Linked DNA regions of Mus musculus: all the other regions are linked to region 3. Evidence: chromatin contacts called from public ChIA-PET, Hi-C, HiChIP or PLAC-seq and promoter capture Hi-C data. All regions are on one chromosome and are shown on one strand. The core of a region is the stretch at or near the end of the contact, and the rest is flanking DNA. Distances in the headings are between cores, read along the strand shown. Region 1 holds the start of H2-Oa (histocompatibility 2, O region alpha locus). Region 2 has its middle 20 kb from the start of H2-Oa. Region 3 holds the start of Btnl2 (butyrophilin-like 2). Region 4 holds the start of Fkbpl (FK506 binding protein-like). Region 5 holds the start of Vps52 (VPS52 GARP complex subunit).

Evidence for each region. Promoter capture Hi-C pulls out the DNA fragments that hold promoters and counts their contacts. Hi-C and Micro-C count contacts between places; a contact is called where the count stands out from the background. ChIA-PET counts read pairs in DNA pulled down with a chosen protein or histone mark. HiChIP or PLAC-seq counts read pairs in DNA pulled down with a chosen protein or histone mark.
Region 1: a contact with region 3 is called in a promoter capture Hi-C map of liver, with 6 times the contacts expected there. The contact joins the promoter of H2-Oa here to the promoter of Btnl2 in region 3. A contact is called at or near these places in 11 of 39 promoter capture datasets (the 3T3-L1 cell line, the HPC-7 cell line, cranial neural crest and 6 more), 10 of 484 Hi-C or Micro-C datasets (CD4 T cells, CD8 T cells, ECoMG-derived neutrophils and 6 more), 2 of 115 datasets of contacts at active chromatin or transcription factors (acute myeloid leukemia and large pre-B cells) and 2 of 9 other capture datasets (adipose tissue and liver).
Region 2: an RNA polymerase II ChIA-PET map of memory CD8 T cells shows a contact between it and region 3, with 10 read pairs. The contact joins the enhancer-like site here to the promoter of Btnl2 in region 3. A contact is called at or near these places in 8 of 39 promoter capture datasets (HPC-7-derived erythroid cells, cranial neural crest, frontonasal cranial neural crest and 5 more), 1 of 15 datasets of contacts at CTCF or cohesin (large pre-B cells), 26 of 484 Hi-C or Micro-C datasets (the Ba/F3 cell line, CD4 T cells, CD8 T cells and 15 more), 4 of 115 datasets of contacts at active chromatin or transcription factors (acute myeloid leukemia, embryonic stem cells, large pre-B cells and 1 more) and 2 of 9 other capture datasets (embryonic stem cells and macrophages).
Region 4: a Hi-C map of B cells shows a contact between it and region 3, with 8 read pairs. The contact joins the promoter of Fkbpl here to the promoter of Btnl2 in region 3. A contact is called at or near these places in 1 of 39 promoter capture datasets (hippocampal neurons), 1 of 484 Hi-C or Micro-C datasets (B cells) and 1 of 115 datasets of contacts at active chromatin or transcription factors (bone marrow-derived macrophages).
Region 5: an H3K4me3 HiChIP or PLAC-seq map of the 230-238 cell line shows a contact between it and region 3, with 13 read pairs. The contact joins the promoter of Vps52 here to the promoter of Btnl2 in region 3. A contact is called at or near these places in 2 of 39 promoter capture datasets (liver and pre-B cells) and 1 of 115 datasets of contacts at active chromatin or transcription factors (the 230-238 cell line).

The regions. Positions count from the first base shown.
Region 1 is chr17:34,091,054-34,093,753 of GRCm38.p6, reverse strand. H2-Oa (histocompatibility 2, O region alpha locus) reads right to left here and starts at 1,375. Exons shown (of 5, transcript NM_008206.2): 1 at 1,226-1,375. The coding sequence starts at 1,307. It overlaps BC051537 (cDNA sequence BC051537), which reads left to right. Exons shown (of 5, transcript NR_046183.1): 3 at 1,209-1,314.
Region 2 is chr17:34,070,997-34,073,696 of GRCm38.p6, reverse strand. It overlaps the pseudogene H2-Pb. Among named protein-coding and RNA genes, the nearest start is that of H2-Oa, 20 kb to the left of the region's middle. Within about 2 kb of position 1,401, at least 42 of the 459 cell types and tissues checked have an H3K27ac peak or open chromatin away from gene starts, as enhancers often do. A contact at or near this core is called in ECoMG-derived neutrophils, the P5424 cell line, acute myeloid leukemia and 3 more, where this site is marked.
Region 3 is chr17:34,353,391-34,356,090 of GRCm38.p6, reverse strand. It overlaps Btnl2 (butyrophilin-like 2), which reads right to left and starts at 1,269. Exons shown (of 9, transcript NM_079835.2): 1 at 1,021-1,269.
Region 4 is chr17:34,643,417-34,646,116 of GRCm38.p6, reverse strand. Fkbpl (FK506 binding protein-like) reads right to left here and starts at 1,303. Exons shown (of 2, transcript NM_019873.3): 1 at 1,164-1,303; 2 at 1-872. The coding sequence starts at 857.
Region 5 is chr17:33,954,471-33,957,170 of GRCm38.p6, reverse strand. It overlaps Vps52 (VPS52 GARP complex subunit), which reads right to left and starts at 1,371. Exons shown (of 20, transcript NM_172620.4): 1 at 989-1,371; 2 at 157-241. The coding sequence starts at 1,078. It overlaps Rps18 (ribosomal protein S18), which reads left to right and starts at 1,506. Exons shown (of 5, transcript NM_011296.3): 1 at 1,506-1,553; 2 at 1,995-2,093. The coding sequence starts at 1,551.

The DNA of each region.
Region 1 (2,700 bases), core at 126-2,625, 260 kb after region 3:
TGTGGGGTGAGGACAGCCCTGCAAAGCCATAGCAGCCCCTTGAAAAGTTCCAGAGACACGAAAGGGGGAGGGCAGAGGGGGCGTGGCCACTGCATGCATGGGTGGAGCTGACAAAGCAGGCTGGGAAAAGGAGAGACAGCCCACAGGAGATGGTGTCAGGTTTCCAGGCCTCCATCATCTGCTGTAGCTGTAGAGGCAGCCACCCTGTCAGACCTTGTGTGTAAGATGGTAAATTTGGGGCGAGGAGGAAATGGTTAAGGGGAAGCACTGAAGGGAGCTTTTGGGAAAGAAAGCTAGCATAGGAGTGGGTGAGGGACAGTGACAGACAGGAGCATGATGTAATAATATCCATGATCCAGAGACCAGGGTGAGGAAAAGGGCCGCTTTCCACAAGCCAGGCATGACAGCACATCCCTACAACCCCAGCACAGAGAGGGTAGAGACAGAAAGATCAGAAGTTCAAGACCAGCGTGGGCTGCCTAGTTCAATGAAACTCTGCCTCATTAACACATGGAGGGAGAGAGAAGTTCCCAAAGTATTGTAAGATAACACAGGACATAAAGTCAGGAGTTCAATCCTGGCAGCAGCAACGGCGCACTTGAGAGGCAGAGGCAGGCAGATTTCTGAGTTTGAGGCCAGCCTGGTCTACAGAGTAAGTTCCAGGACAGCCAGGGCTACACAGAGAAACCCTGTCTCAAAAAGCCAATTTAATAAAGAAACAAACAAACAAACAAACACCCCAAGATTCAAACTTTACATTCCACCTTCCATCTGGGAGTGTTGATTAATAGGTCTCACCCTCGACAAAGTGCTGTTTCCTGGTGTCAGGGCTACATTTCCACTGACTCTTTCAGAGCTCTACACTTCTGAGGAATGTAAGGGACTGTCATGAGCCCAGCGTGACAGAAAACAAACGGGGAAAACCAAAACACTGCAACAAAGCTGGATGAGAACTGCTTGTTGCAGCCAGGAAGTGGTTCAGGAGCCAGGGTGCTCTGCAGTGAGGCGGGTGAGGGCACGGATCTCAGAAAAGAGGAAGAGCTGAGGGGGGCTCTGAATGTAAAAGAAGCCCAGAAGAGACCCAGCCTCAGCCCAGTGGTTAGGCCCACAATGGAGGTGGCAGGGATTTGTCTGCAGGTGGAGGGAGTTGCCATATACCCGACACAGAGAGAGACACTTTCCCCTGTGCTGTACTCTCCCACTCCCAGGTGTCCCCAGCACTTACCCTTGATGGCCCTTACTCCTCGGGGACTCAGGAAGCTCATTGCGGTTAGGAGTACCGGGACCAGCTCCACAAAAAGGACCATTGCTGGGGTGAGTGGCTCTAACAACGTCTGTTTGGGAAGCAAGGGAGCAAGATCGAGGTAAAAAGAAACAGAGTCCAGGTTAGGGGAAGACCCTTGCGGTAAGCAGCCAATCAGAGCAGTTCTCTGAGATAATGGGTTTGTTGCTGGGCAAGGAAGTAAAGAGTCTGGGTGAGAAGGTGGAGAGTGGAGGCCATGGGTCATCTGTCACTTCACCTTTCAAGAAGGGGCTTCAGGAAGGAGCAGAGAAGTCACAGAGCACCAAATGGCTATGCTGGGCAAAGCCTCCATCTGGTCCATGATAGAACCTGATTTTTCCTGTGGGTCCCTCTGGAAATTTTGGGGGGTAAAATATAAAACAAAACACACTAAGAACTTTTAAAGGGAGATCATTGGATATAATAAATCACAGCATAGAAACTCTTATATTTGTAAATCATTTTCAAAAACATTATTTTATTTTATCTGTAAGGAAGACTGTGTAACGGCTGAAGATGCTCCCCCTGAAGGAACACTACAGGCAGTTCCTACAAGTGACATGGGGTGGGCAGAGGACATTGGTGGTCTCCATTTGTCCCTTCTAGTCCCCAGACACCCTCTTGCACGCTGGCCAGAGGTTGACCAGGGTCCGCATGCACCTAGCGTTTGCCTATTGGTGAACTCAGCCAATGGCTGGCACTGGAAGGACTCAGTCAATACAGTAAATAGAGAGATTCAGGCCACGCCTTTAATGCCAGCACTCTGGAGGCTGAGGCAGGTGAATCTCTATGAGTTCAATGGCAGCCTGGTTTACACAGTAAGTTCCAGGCCAGCCAGGCTACATAGAGAAACTTTGTCTCAAAAAAGAGAAAGGAAATAGAAATGGGTAAAGAGAACTTCCATCAAACTTGTGGCAGCCATCTTCCAAAGAGGCTGAAATCAAGGGTTTTCAAGCTTGACGCTGTCTGAGAAGTCTGCGACTTTGGCTCCAGCGAGTTGCTTTGGCTCAGTGAAGTTTGTAACAAATACTCGTTCCGGGTGCTGCGGAGGTGGCTCTGTGGGTAAAGTGCTTGCCACACAAGCACAAGGACGTGAGTTTGGATTCCCAACACACCGAAAAAGCCAGGCATGGTGGCACATGTCTGTAAACCCTCAGCCGTGGCGGGGCAGAGACAGGGAGATCCGTGTAACTGGCTAGCCAGCCAGTCTAGCCAAACAGGTGAGCTCTAGGGCTTTAGGGTCAGCAGCAGAGCCATCTCAAAAGATGCAGTGGGTGGGCAGGCTGGGAAATACTCAGCCTTAAAATCCCACGCTGCTCTGCCAGAGGACCAGAGTTTGGGAAACAGCGCCCTCAAGAGGCTGCTCACGACATTCTGTAACTGCAACTCCAGGGGACACAGTGTACTCTCTGCAGATG
Region 2 (2,700 bases), core at 152-2,651, 280 kb after region 3:
AACTACACACAGCCCAGGCATCAAAGATATGAAATAGAGAATCCTGGCAGGTGGCTGGGGCTAGCATTTCCTCGATAAGCTCTCCTGTCCACAGAAGGGTCTAAGGCAGAAAGGTAATGCTAGAGAGTTCTAGAAGCCACTGGAACCAGTGTCGGAGCAAAGCTGTCCTATAGGAAGAGAAGAAGCCCCAGCCAGGGGTCTGACCATTAGACTACAAGGTCCCCAGGTTCCCAGGCTTCTGTGGGTGAGGCGAAGGAGAAGGAGGAGGGATGGAAAGTGTCTCTCACTCTCTAAGGAGATTTTAATAGCTGAGTGTGTATCCTTTCAGCCCTCATCCAGCTCAGCTGAGATCTCCGGGATCTAGATGAGCAGCTAAGATATTGTGGTTGTCCTGAGGGCTCCTCTGCATGATCAGAAAGTCTCAGCCTGAACTTCCCTCACAGTCCTGAGGGAGTGTGGCGGAAGAGTGGGGCTGAGGAAGGAAGCTGGGGTAAGTTGTTCTAACACTTGGTCTTTTAAAAGACTAATTGTTTAGTTTTATTTTATGGGGGGGGGAGAGGGGGAGAGAGAGAGTGTGTGTACTCATAGACAATAAATAAATAAATAAATAAATAAATAAATAAATAAATAATTTTTTTTTAAATCCACCAATGGATGAATCTGACAAGCTCCAGGTCTGCTAACTGCTCACCTCTGAACTATAGTGCATCAGGGACCAAGCCATCAACCCACAAAACTCTGGGAGAGCATTCCAGATCCAAACTGTAACCTTAAACACGGCCATCAGAGAATGCTGAGAGCACCCTCCCCAGCAGAAGTCTCTGCTGTCAAATGTCTATCTGCTGTCTGCCAGCATGGAGGTTGGAAGATCAGACACTATCATGCTGTCAGATTTAAATTATTTAAATTTAAGTGAAGCCATGAATGATCAGTAGCTGCCATGGCGGGCAGGCTGAGTTTATAATCTTTGTCTAAGGCTCTCTGAGTGGCTTTTGTGGGCCGTCTGCAAAGACAACACTAGAGAATTGGGCAAATAAAATAACTGGAGAACTCAGGCTTAACTGGGGAACTGGAGAGGTAAAGTGTCCCTTAGCTCTCAGGATATAACATCCCCAAAGCATAACAGATCCGTTAGCAAGCTAATGAAGTTACAGAAGAAGGGAGCCCTAAGCTGTCAGAATAGCAAAAGCTGCCTGCCCAGCTCAGTAGACACAGAAGCCACCGAACACCACAGAATCACTGTGTGGCTGTGTCCCACATGGGCTCCCGTATTTGTACACTTAGCTCCCAGCTGGTGCCATTATGTTATTTGAGACCTTACAGAAGATAGGTCTCTTCTGTAGGAGATAGAGGCTTGCTAGAGGAAGTGGATCACTGGAGGGCTGGCCATGTGGTTTTACAGCCCAGTACATTTCCTGTCTGTCTAGGTCGTGACTGCTGAGGCAGTGTGACCAGTTGCCTCATGCTACTGCCATGCCTCTTCCGCCATGAAGTGCCAGATCATTTGGAACTGAAGGCCACACTAAACCTCCTCCTTCCTTATGGTGCTTCTTGTCAGGGCTCTGGTCACAGCAGTGAGAAAGAGAACGAATAGAAACACTAAGACAAAGATGGCGTAAGAGCAAAGGACTCAGCTCCTGGGGCTGAGAGATGGCTTGGTGGTTAAAAGCACTTACCATTCCTGCAGAAGACCCAGGTTGAATCCTAGCACTGGGTCAAGCAGATCCCTGTCACCTGTAACTGCAGCTCTGGGGGATCTACCTTTTGGCCTTCACAACGAGCTGCATGCTCTTGGTGCACATAAACTCACACGTGCACACATGCTTCCGCACACATGAGTTCACACACACGCATACACACACACACACACACACACACATATACACACCCTTGATAAGAACATACCTCTCTATACTTTAGTGTTTCCTTTAACATATCCTCTGAAGTCAAGGGGTCCTTGTTTACTACTTCCTTCGCTTACTTTGTCTTTGATCTAAGACCTGGCCATGTCTTCTGGATATAACAGGGTGTGCATTCTCTTTCACCTCCTGTACTGGGGAAAGCCGCGGACAGCTCAGGAACAGATCAATGTGTAGTGCAGAATCGGCGGGGTGCGGGGTGGGCCTAGGATGATAGAAAAGCAGGCTGGAGAAAAATAAAGCTACTTCAGCCTCAGCGCTGGCTGGAGTCATGGTATAGTGTTGTCTTTGTCTTTTCAATCCTGGCTCCCTCCCTCGAGACCCTGTTGACCGACTGAGCTGGCCTGGTCAGCCTCCATTTAAAAAGAATAGAAAGAGTAATCCCCACTGGACTGAGGTAAACCTTCAGCAAGAACAGGTGGCTTCCACCTGATTTGCACGGGGCGATGTGGACACAACCAGAGAGCGTGTCACCATGAGCCCCACACTTGGTGGAGTATGTGTGCCTTCCGAGCCCTTCACAGATGAAACAGCGAGGCTGCACACCAGAGCTGTCACAACAGGAGTAGGACACATCCTTTCACCTCCTGTACTGGGGAAAGCCACAGACCGCTCAGGAACAGATCAACGTGTAGTGCAAGATCAGCAGGGGGCTAACATGGTTGCATCCACCAACGGAAGCAAGCTACTTTGTTGCCTTTCACTAAGGCCAAGATCTGCTTTGCTTGTGCATCTGGGCTGCTCAGGGAGGTATGTATCCCTGTACTTCATTTAAGGTATT
Region 3 (2,700 bases), core at 20-2,519:
TAACTGAGGAACTGCCTCCATCAGATTGGCCTATGAGCAAATCTGTGGGGGAATTTTTCTTAATTAACGATTGATGGGAAAGGACCCAGCCCACTGCGGGCAGTGCCACCCCTGGGCAGGTGGGCTTGCATGATGTAAAAAAACAAGCTGAGCAAGTCACAGAGGGCAAGCAGTGTTGCTCCATGGTCTCTGCCTCAGTGTCTGCCTCCAGGTTACTGCTTGGGTTCCTGCCTTGATTTCCCTTCATAGTGGTCTGCCAGCTGTAAGATGAAATTAACCCTTTCTTTCCTAGGTTGCTTTTGGTCTTGATATTTATCACAGCAATAGCAAGCAAACTAGGACTTCTGATGGCTATGCTATCTTAATAGACAACTAGCACCAAACCTGTCATCATCAGATCATGGCCTGGCCCCGTTCTTTTCAGTTGTTGATCACAGCTGACTCACTCACTCACATTTGAACTCTCACGATGGAGTTACACTGTACGTTATCCCTTAGGCTCCCCCTCAGGTCTCACTTAGTCCAGTTGGCTTCTAACTTGCAACACAGCCAAGGATGACCTTGAAGTCCTTCCTCTACCTCTCGTGAATCCTGAGATTGAAATTCCATACACCAGGAGGCAGATACTGAAGAGGATGAGGCAAGACAATGTCTGGTTTGAGGCCAACCTGAGCTGAAGGAAGTTTTTTGATTGGAAAGAAAAATCAGTCCTGAGCTAAAGAGACAATGATGTTAAAAAGAGGAAAAACTCAGCTTGTTGTGGTAGCTCACTATAATCTCAGCACCCAGAAGGCTGAGGCAGGAGGATTGCCATTTGTTGGAAGCCGGCATTGGCTATAGAGTGGGAGTCTGTCTCAAAACACTACTCTCTAAAAAATGTGCAGTGGAGATCAACAGGAAGTAAGAGCCATTTCCTGACAGGATGCTGACTCTACCTACTTCCTCATCTTAGTTGACTCCTCCCCACCCCACCCCCACTCCCATGTCCATCCTTCATGAGAGACTCTCCAAGCCACTCACCTGTTGCTCTTTCCTTTAGGGTGAAATGGAGGCTGTTGGTCTCACCCAGTCACAAGTGTGTCCTTCATTCACATAGCAGGTGTCTAAGGACAGGAGAGCATAGTGACTGGTGATGGAGCAGGCAAGGAAAGTGGAAGCGTCACCAGTTTGCGTGAAGGAAGATTTGAATGGTGTCAATCTGTAGGCAGAGTTGAGTCCCCGAGGGTCAGTCTAAAATGAGGCTCCAGTCAGAGCAGCACATTTACCTTCTGCTCAAAAGTGAAACTCAGAAGGAAGGCAGGTGGACTTTGGGCTCTGTTCTGATTCATCTAGCCTTCTAGACACAGTGATAATGTTGACCCTTATCTCTTCAGAACACCAGCACGCAGGCTGGACCCTGCTCCATGCCCTGTCCAGCAGGTAGGTGACCTGACATCTGGCAGTGGCCTAAATCATGGCTACTTTGTCCTGTCCTTCAGCTTGCTGAACTTCTATGATTCCCCATCTAGGGCCAAGCTCTCTCACAACACGGAGTCTGTGGACCCTCAGAGTGCAGAGCATGACTGTCTATCAGATACTCAACCTTCACCCTACTGAGTAGAAAACCAAGTCTAGGAGGGGATGTTCCCTGTCCAAGACCAGAACATCAGGCCAAGGTGCCTGTGTGTTTTTTCTTTGTTCTTTCTCTTTTACTGGAAAACAAAGGCTTCACCCAAGAAATGTAATAAGCTTTCTGATATAGCGTGTGGGTACAATGAGCATGGCTAGTAATGGAGGGCCTTGGACACCCCTGTTATGTGCTCTTCTTTCTTCAGTCCTTCTTGGGGATCCCCTAAATTCTCTTTCACACTATTGAGGGGTCTCCAGATCCACTTTCAAGAGCTGGGAAGAGCAGTTTTAAACTTATTTAGAAGAATGTTTGTTCTTCATTGTAAGAGCGTAACAGCACAGCATGCAAGGCAACAGTGTAACAGCACAGCATGCAAGGCAACAGTGTAACAGCACAGCATGCAAGGCAACAATGTAACAGCACAGCATGCAAGGTAACGGTGTAACAGCACAGCATGCAAGGTAACAGTGTAACAGCACAGCATGCAAGGCAACAGTGTAACAGCACAGCATGCAAGGTAACAGTGTAACAGCACAGCATGCAAGGTAACGGTGTAACAGCACAGCATGCAAGGTAACGGTGTAACAGCACAGCATGCAAGGCAACAGTGTAACAGCACAGCATGCAAGGCAACAGTGTAACAGCACAGCATGCAAGGCAACAATGTAACAGCACAGCATGCAAGGTAACGGTGTAACAGCACAGCATGCAAGGTAACAGTGTAACAGCACAGCATGCAAGGTAACAGTGTAACAGCACAGCATGCAAGGCAACAGTGTAACAGCACAGCATGCAAGGCAACAGTGTAACAGCACAGCATGCAAGGTAACAGTGTAACAGCACAGCATGCAAGGTAACAGTGTAACAGCACAGCATGCAAGGCAACAGTGTAACAGCACAGCATGCAAGGCAACAGTGTAACAGCACAGCATGCAAGGTAACTGTAACAAACAGCAAAGCATGCAAGGTAACAGTGTAACAAACAGCACAGCATGCAAGGTAACAGTGTAACAAACAGCACAGCATGCAAGGTAACAGTGTAACAAACAACACAGCATGCAAGGTAACAGTGTAACAGCATAGCATGCAAG
Region 4 (2,700 bases), core at 54-2,553, 290 kb before region 3:
GCCTTTAAATGGCCCGGCTCCCGCTCCAGCACTCGGTCACAGCTCTGGGCTGCCAACTGGGGGTGTCCTAGCAGCAACTGGCAGGCAGCCAGATTGGCATAAAGGGTAGTTCGTTCGGGAGGGCCGGGTGGGGGCAACGTCAGCAGCAGTCGGAGAGCCCGTCCATAGCATCGGGCAGCCCCTTGAGGGTTCCCAGCTCGAAACAGTTCTGTACCCCTTCTGTGTTCTTCTTTGGCCAGAGCCTCCTTCTCCATAGCCTCCATCTCCCAGGAGTCCCGGCCATTGGTGAAGGAATCCAGTCTGAGTTTAGCAAGAGGTGCAGAGGATCCAGGAAGGTGAATCTTTGCCTCCTCACCTTGACGCATAGACTCCAGGCATTTTTCCATGAGTTCCCCCCACATTTTTTCCCTCCATTGTCCTATGCCTATGGTTAGTTCTGTCCAGCCCTCTGGCATCCCAGATCCAAAAGGAAATCCCAAAGCCAACACTTGGCATTTGGAGCCTAGCTTGGGTTTGTCTAAGCCATGGCCAGGGACTATGATCTTCTTTACAAAACTCCCATCAGGACAGTACCAAAGATCAGAAGCTTGGAGGTGCTCTGCCATCTCATTGGTTGAGACTTGAAATTGATCAGAGTCACCTTCAAATCCAGCCACGGGATGTTCAATCTCTTGAGTCTCTACAATTTGATTGGCTGGATCCGGTCTCACTCCCACCTTCAGGGCTTCAGGGAGAAGACCTGGGGACCGCTGCCTAAACGGAATGGCTGTATTTAAGATTTGCTGGGCGTTCTCTTCCCGCTGCTGCGGCTGAGCGGTGTTCTTCTCGTTCATTGGGCTGATAGGTGAGGTCTCCATTGGATCTCCTGATCCCTTCCACAACAGATAAAGGAAAGAACAGTTTAGTCTGGAAAGTGATGGGTCAAGTGTAGTTCAGACCTGAGCAGGTGAAAAAAACAAACAAACAAACAAACAAAAAACCGAAACCATGTAAATTCCAGAATTCCTAGTTAAGACTCCTCGTAGTGCTAAAAGTTTCTCCTTTTTTTCCCCCCTTCCCAAGCTAGAATCCACCCAGGTCTAGTTTAGAACTATAAATTCTGTAATTCCCCATGGTTCGGGTAGTCGCCCCAACTATGGGCACTTGACCGGGTCAAAAAGTACCTGAGAGACCAAGGAGCATAGCAGGACGGCCTAAGTCACAGTTGTTGCATTGTGTATGATGTTGAGGCCTGGAAGGGCAGCCTGGGAGCAGCTGAGAGTCTCTATCAGCTCTCGAGCCCTCAGAGACGGAGAAGCTAGTCCCTAACACGACGGCCAATCAGGAGCACGAAGAGGTTCCTTGTCCCGCCTCTATGGTGACGCCATTTCCCTAGCAACCGTGAAGCGCCATACCTTAGCAACCGGACTAGACCTAAGCAATAGAATTAGCCAAATCGAACCGAGGTTGACAAAGATCTGGCTGACTGGTTTAGTCAAAATGTAAAAAGGCCAGAAATGGGAAACTTGGGCTGAGGAAGAGAGAGCAGTGGTAGAGAGCTTTACCAAGCATGCGTAAAGACCCTAAGTTCGAGCTTCAGTTCAAATGTAAAGGCTGAGATTTTAGCTGCTTTCAGACCCTCCCCTGTTATTATACCCAAATTCAGAGATCTTAGCTGAAATCAACCCCTGTCCATTTTGGCTCATCCTTGATTGACTTTTGCCACATATCCATCATTGCCCTTCAACTGAGCCCCCTGATCCAGAATCGTAGTGTTTTTCAAACTCGAATGAGCATGTCCATCATGAGAAAATATATTAAATTGCAGACCTGGATTTCGAAACTCTCAGATGGAGCCTGCGATTCTTGGATAGTGCTCCAGCCCGCTAGCAGTGTGATCCCTCAGTGACCTCATTCCGCACCAGCTTAGTTTGTCCTATATATTTCGTGTGTAACTGGTATCCCATGCTCCAGTGAGAGGAGCGGCAGAGAACAGCTCTCCTCCTCCCTACAGAAGGTGTAGATAGATCCCGTTTGTGACTCAGCCTTGCTGGGCAAACTGCCTGCACCGGCTGGACCAGCACAGTTCTTCCGGGAACGAGAACCCCTTATTATCTAAGCACCTTACTTTGGCATATGTTGTTCTTGGTGTTATTGACAGGGTCATGTGTATCCCTTGCTGGCCTGGAACTCTATGTAGAAGAGGATGCTGGGACCACGGGCATGCCCCACTGTGCCTGATTTATGTGGTACTGTGGATCACACCCAGAGCTTCATTGATGATACAGGGTAAAAGAAATACTGACAAGCTTTACACTGATTAGAATATAAAAAGAATACGTGTACTAACAAACGTCCTCGGAGATATTAAATAAATAATTAAACCAAGAGGCTCTGACCCAACTCTTACTTAAACATACATAGCCTACAAACGAGCTTTGCGTAGCAGTTTAGGAAGACAAGTAAATAGTTACACACCTGAATTCATTGAAATCTAAGTGTCTTTTGCCCTTTGGAGCCACTTGTTTGTCGGAAACTCTCCTCTTACCAGGCTTTGCTAACCTGCCTTGGAAAAGTGACCTTGGGCTTCAACTTGCTCAGAAAGTGAAGTTGGTTTAAGGATAATAGAAACTGCTGGGCTTCCTAATGACACAGAAAAGTGTAGCCAGGAGATCAGGAAGGCTGCCATCTGCCTTTGTAAATCTGCTTGACTGCCCAGAG
Region 5 (2,700 bases), core at 122-2,621, 400 kb after region 3:
CTCGAAAAAAAACCAAAAAAATAAAAATAAATTAAAAATAAAAACACACACACATACAAAAGAAAGAAACCATAGAGGGTAATCTACTGGGGTCATGTAATATATTTCTAAAGAATAAAGGGGTCTACTTTGCTCCCACCCCATGTCAGCACTTACCATCCACTTCATCCAAGATGAATTCATCAGAGGTGATGTCCAACTCTCCAAGTTGTAGGGGTTCTTGGAGTCCAGAACCCCCCCCCTGAAGAGGGACAGGTTAATGAATGTGGGATACAGAAAGAGATGTTGGAAACAAAACATAATCGGGTATCCTTAATCCTCCAAGTGAGGTGGGGGGTGCTTTGGGGGGTGGGGGGTGCCGGAGTAAGTGGGTCAAAGATTCTGATGCGTTCAAATCTACAATCTTGGGCTACTGAGAATATCAGGCAATTCATGGAGTTGCTGGAGTTGTTCAAATGAGAAAAAACTAGGACTAGTCAAACTTGCCTTTGAATTTAGGACCTCAGTTTCCAGCTATTCCAGGTGATCCCTGAGGGAATTCCAGAGGCTAAAATCGCCAGCTTACATAGTGTTTACCCCTGTGTCTGGTACACCATTTAACATGCTCATTCGGCTAATCCTAACGACCACCTATAAGGTATGTCCTAACAGCGTTTGCACTGTAAAGGTGTGGGAAGTTTTGGCACCGAAAACACAGCATAGCTTTCAAGCGGTGGGGCTGGAGGTGGGACCCCGGGCAAATTGGTTCCAGAGGCCACGTTCTTAACCTTTTACGCTAAACACTAAAATTTTTTTCTACTAAAAATCGTGAACAGGAAGCTGACACTGTCCCTGGGGCTTGGGTTTCAGCCACTTTGGTCCCTACGAAGGCTAGGTCACCATCACCCGTGGCAAGACGGCTCCGAACCTCTTGTCTAAATGGAGCCTACGCCTGAGGAGAGGGACAACCTGACGATACTCCGGAGGACCTACAGCCCCGTGCTCTCACCAGCGGGCCCTCCTCCTCCTCTACATCTGAGGCCCCAGCCCGCAACACCAGCTCCCGGGCAGCGGCCGCCATGGTCGCTGCGGCTGCCATTCCCCCGCAGCTTCACTTCCGACTTCCGGCAGCTGTCAGTCTCAGAAAGTCCGTTTCCCGAAGCAAAGCTACAAGTCCTGGAATGTCTTCTATGGAGCAAAAAAGGGTCCCAGATATTTGAGCTAAGGCGATCGGCTCCAGCCTCTCCGGTTAGGCTTTGATCATTTCGGTCAAGTGCAAACAGGAAGGTGAACGTCTCGAACACAACTCTGTTCCGGAACCTTCGCTCCGCGCCCACACAAGAACGGTACGACGACAGAGAAGGCCGAACCGGAAGTTATAGCTCCGGTCCCTTCCAAAACTGTCTCAATACAACTCCTCCCTTAGGGGGAGACGGGGAGAGAAGCAATTTCCGGAAGTGGACCTCCGGGGATAGCCCCGCCTCTTCCGCCAGGAATCTATATAAGACTTATACGTCACTTCCGCTCTCTCTTCCACAGGAGGCCTACACGCCGCCGTCTGTGCCGCCGCCATGGTAAGAGCGGAATCCGCGCCGGGATCCTGCGACATCGGAGCCGGGGCAGGGAGAGATTTCCGTCAGGACTCAGAGAGTGCCCCATGCTGCGGGCCCACAGCCCTCTGTGGAGCGATGGAGTGTGACCCGAGAGGGGACGACCTAAGACGTGAAATCCCGGGGATCGGGGCCCCGAGGAATGCTCGCTCCTCTTACACAGCAAAGCTGCCAGGAGCTTGGCTGTGTGTGGGCTCCTCCCGCTTCCCCTGTCCAGGGAATTGGGGGCCGCGGCCGACGTCCACCCTCTTGTCAGAGGTTGCGATTTCCCGCGCCTGAGCGCGTTAGGGGTGAGCCCCGGTGACTGAGGAGTTGTGTAAGAACTTAGCAGACAATCCAACCCTGCCTCGGCCACCTTCCCGGTTTGGGGGTAACCTGTCTTGATAACTGCCCGTGTTCTTTCAGTCTCTAGTGATCCCTGAGAAGTTCCAGCACATTTTGCGAGTACTCAACACCAACATCGATGGGCGGCGGAAAATAGCCTTCGCCATCACTGCCATTAAGGTAAAAGTGTTAGGGGCAAAAGAGAAGCAGCTAAACTCACCCAACCCGTTTCAATAAAAGCCTGATGATGACCCAGGGTTAAACCAAAACATTGCTCCAGGGGTAGTGGGGTGTGAGTGTAGTCATGTCCCACCTTGCAGAGGTTTCCCGAGATCTTCAGCTTCCGAGAGCAGTCTCTGCTGTCAGCAAACCTTGAGTAGAATTCCTGTAAACTAACATCCTAAGAGGTGTCCAGGCTTAGCGGTGATGGTTGGGGGTGGTCTGCAGAAGCTATTGGCAGATGCCACAGTGGAAGGTGACACAGAAGCTGGCAGTTTTCCCCATTATGGCAAAAAGGGAGGTCGTAGGAGGAAGCTGGGATGTTTCTCTGCAGAGCTAAAAGTCTTGTAGACAGGGACAGGACTTGAAGTTGGTGATTTGAGGAGTTGCTGGTCAGGTGTGTTCAGCCATGAGACCTGTCAGTGGTGGGACCTTGTGGGATGCTAGGGTATAGATGGAACTGGGTGGCTGCTGAGAGGTTTGAAGGAGGCCTGGGGAGCCGAGGTAATGTCAGGTGGACATAAAAGTTGGAGTAAATTTTTTTAACCTTGTGAAGTCTCACTTTTAA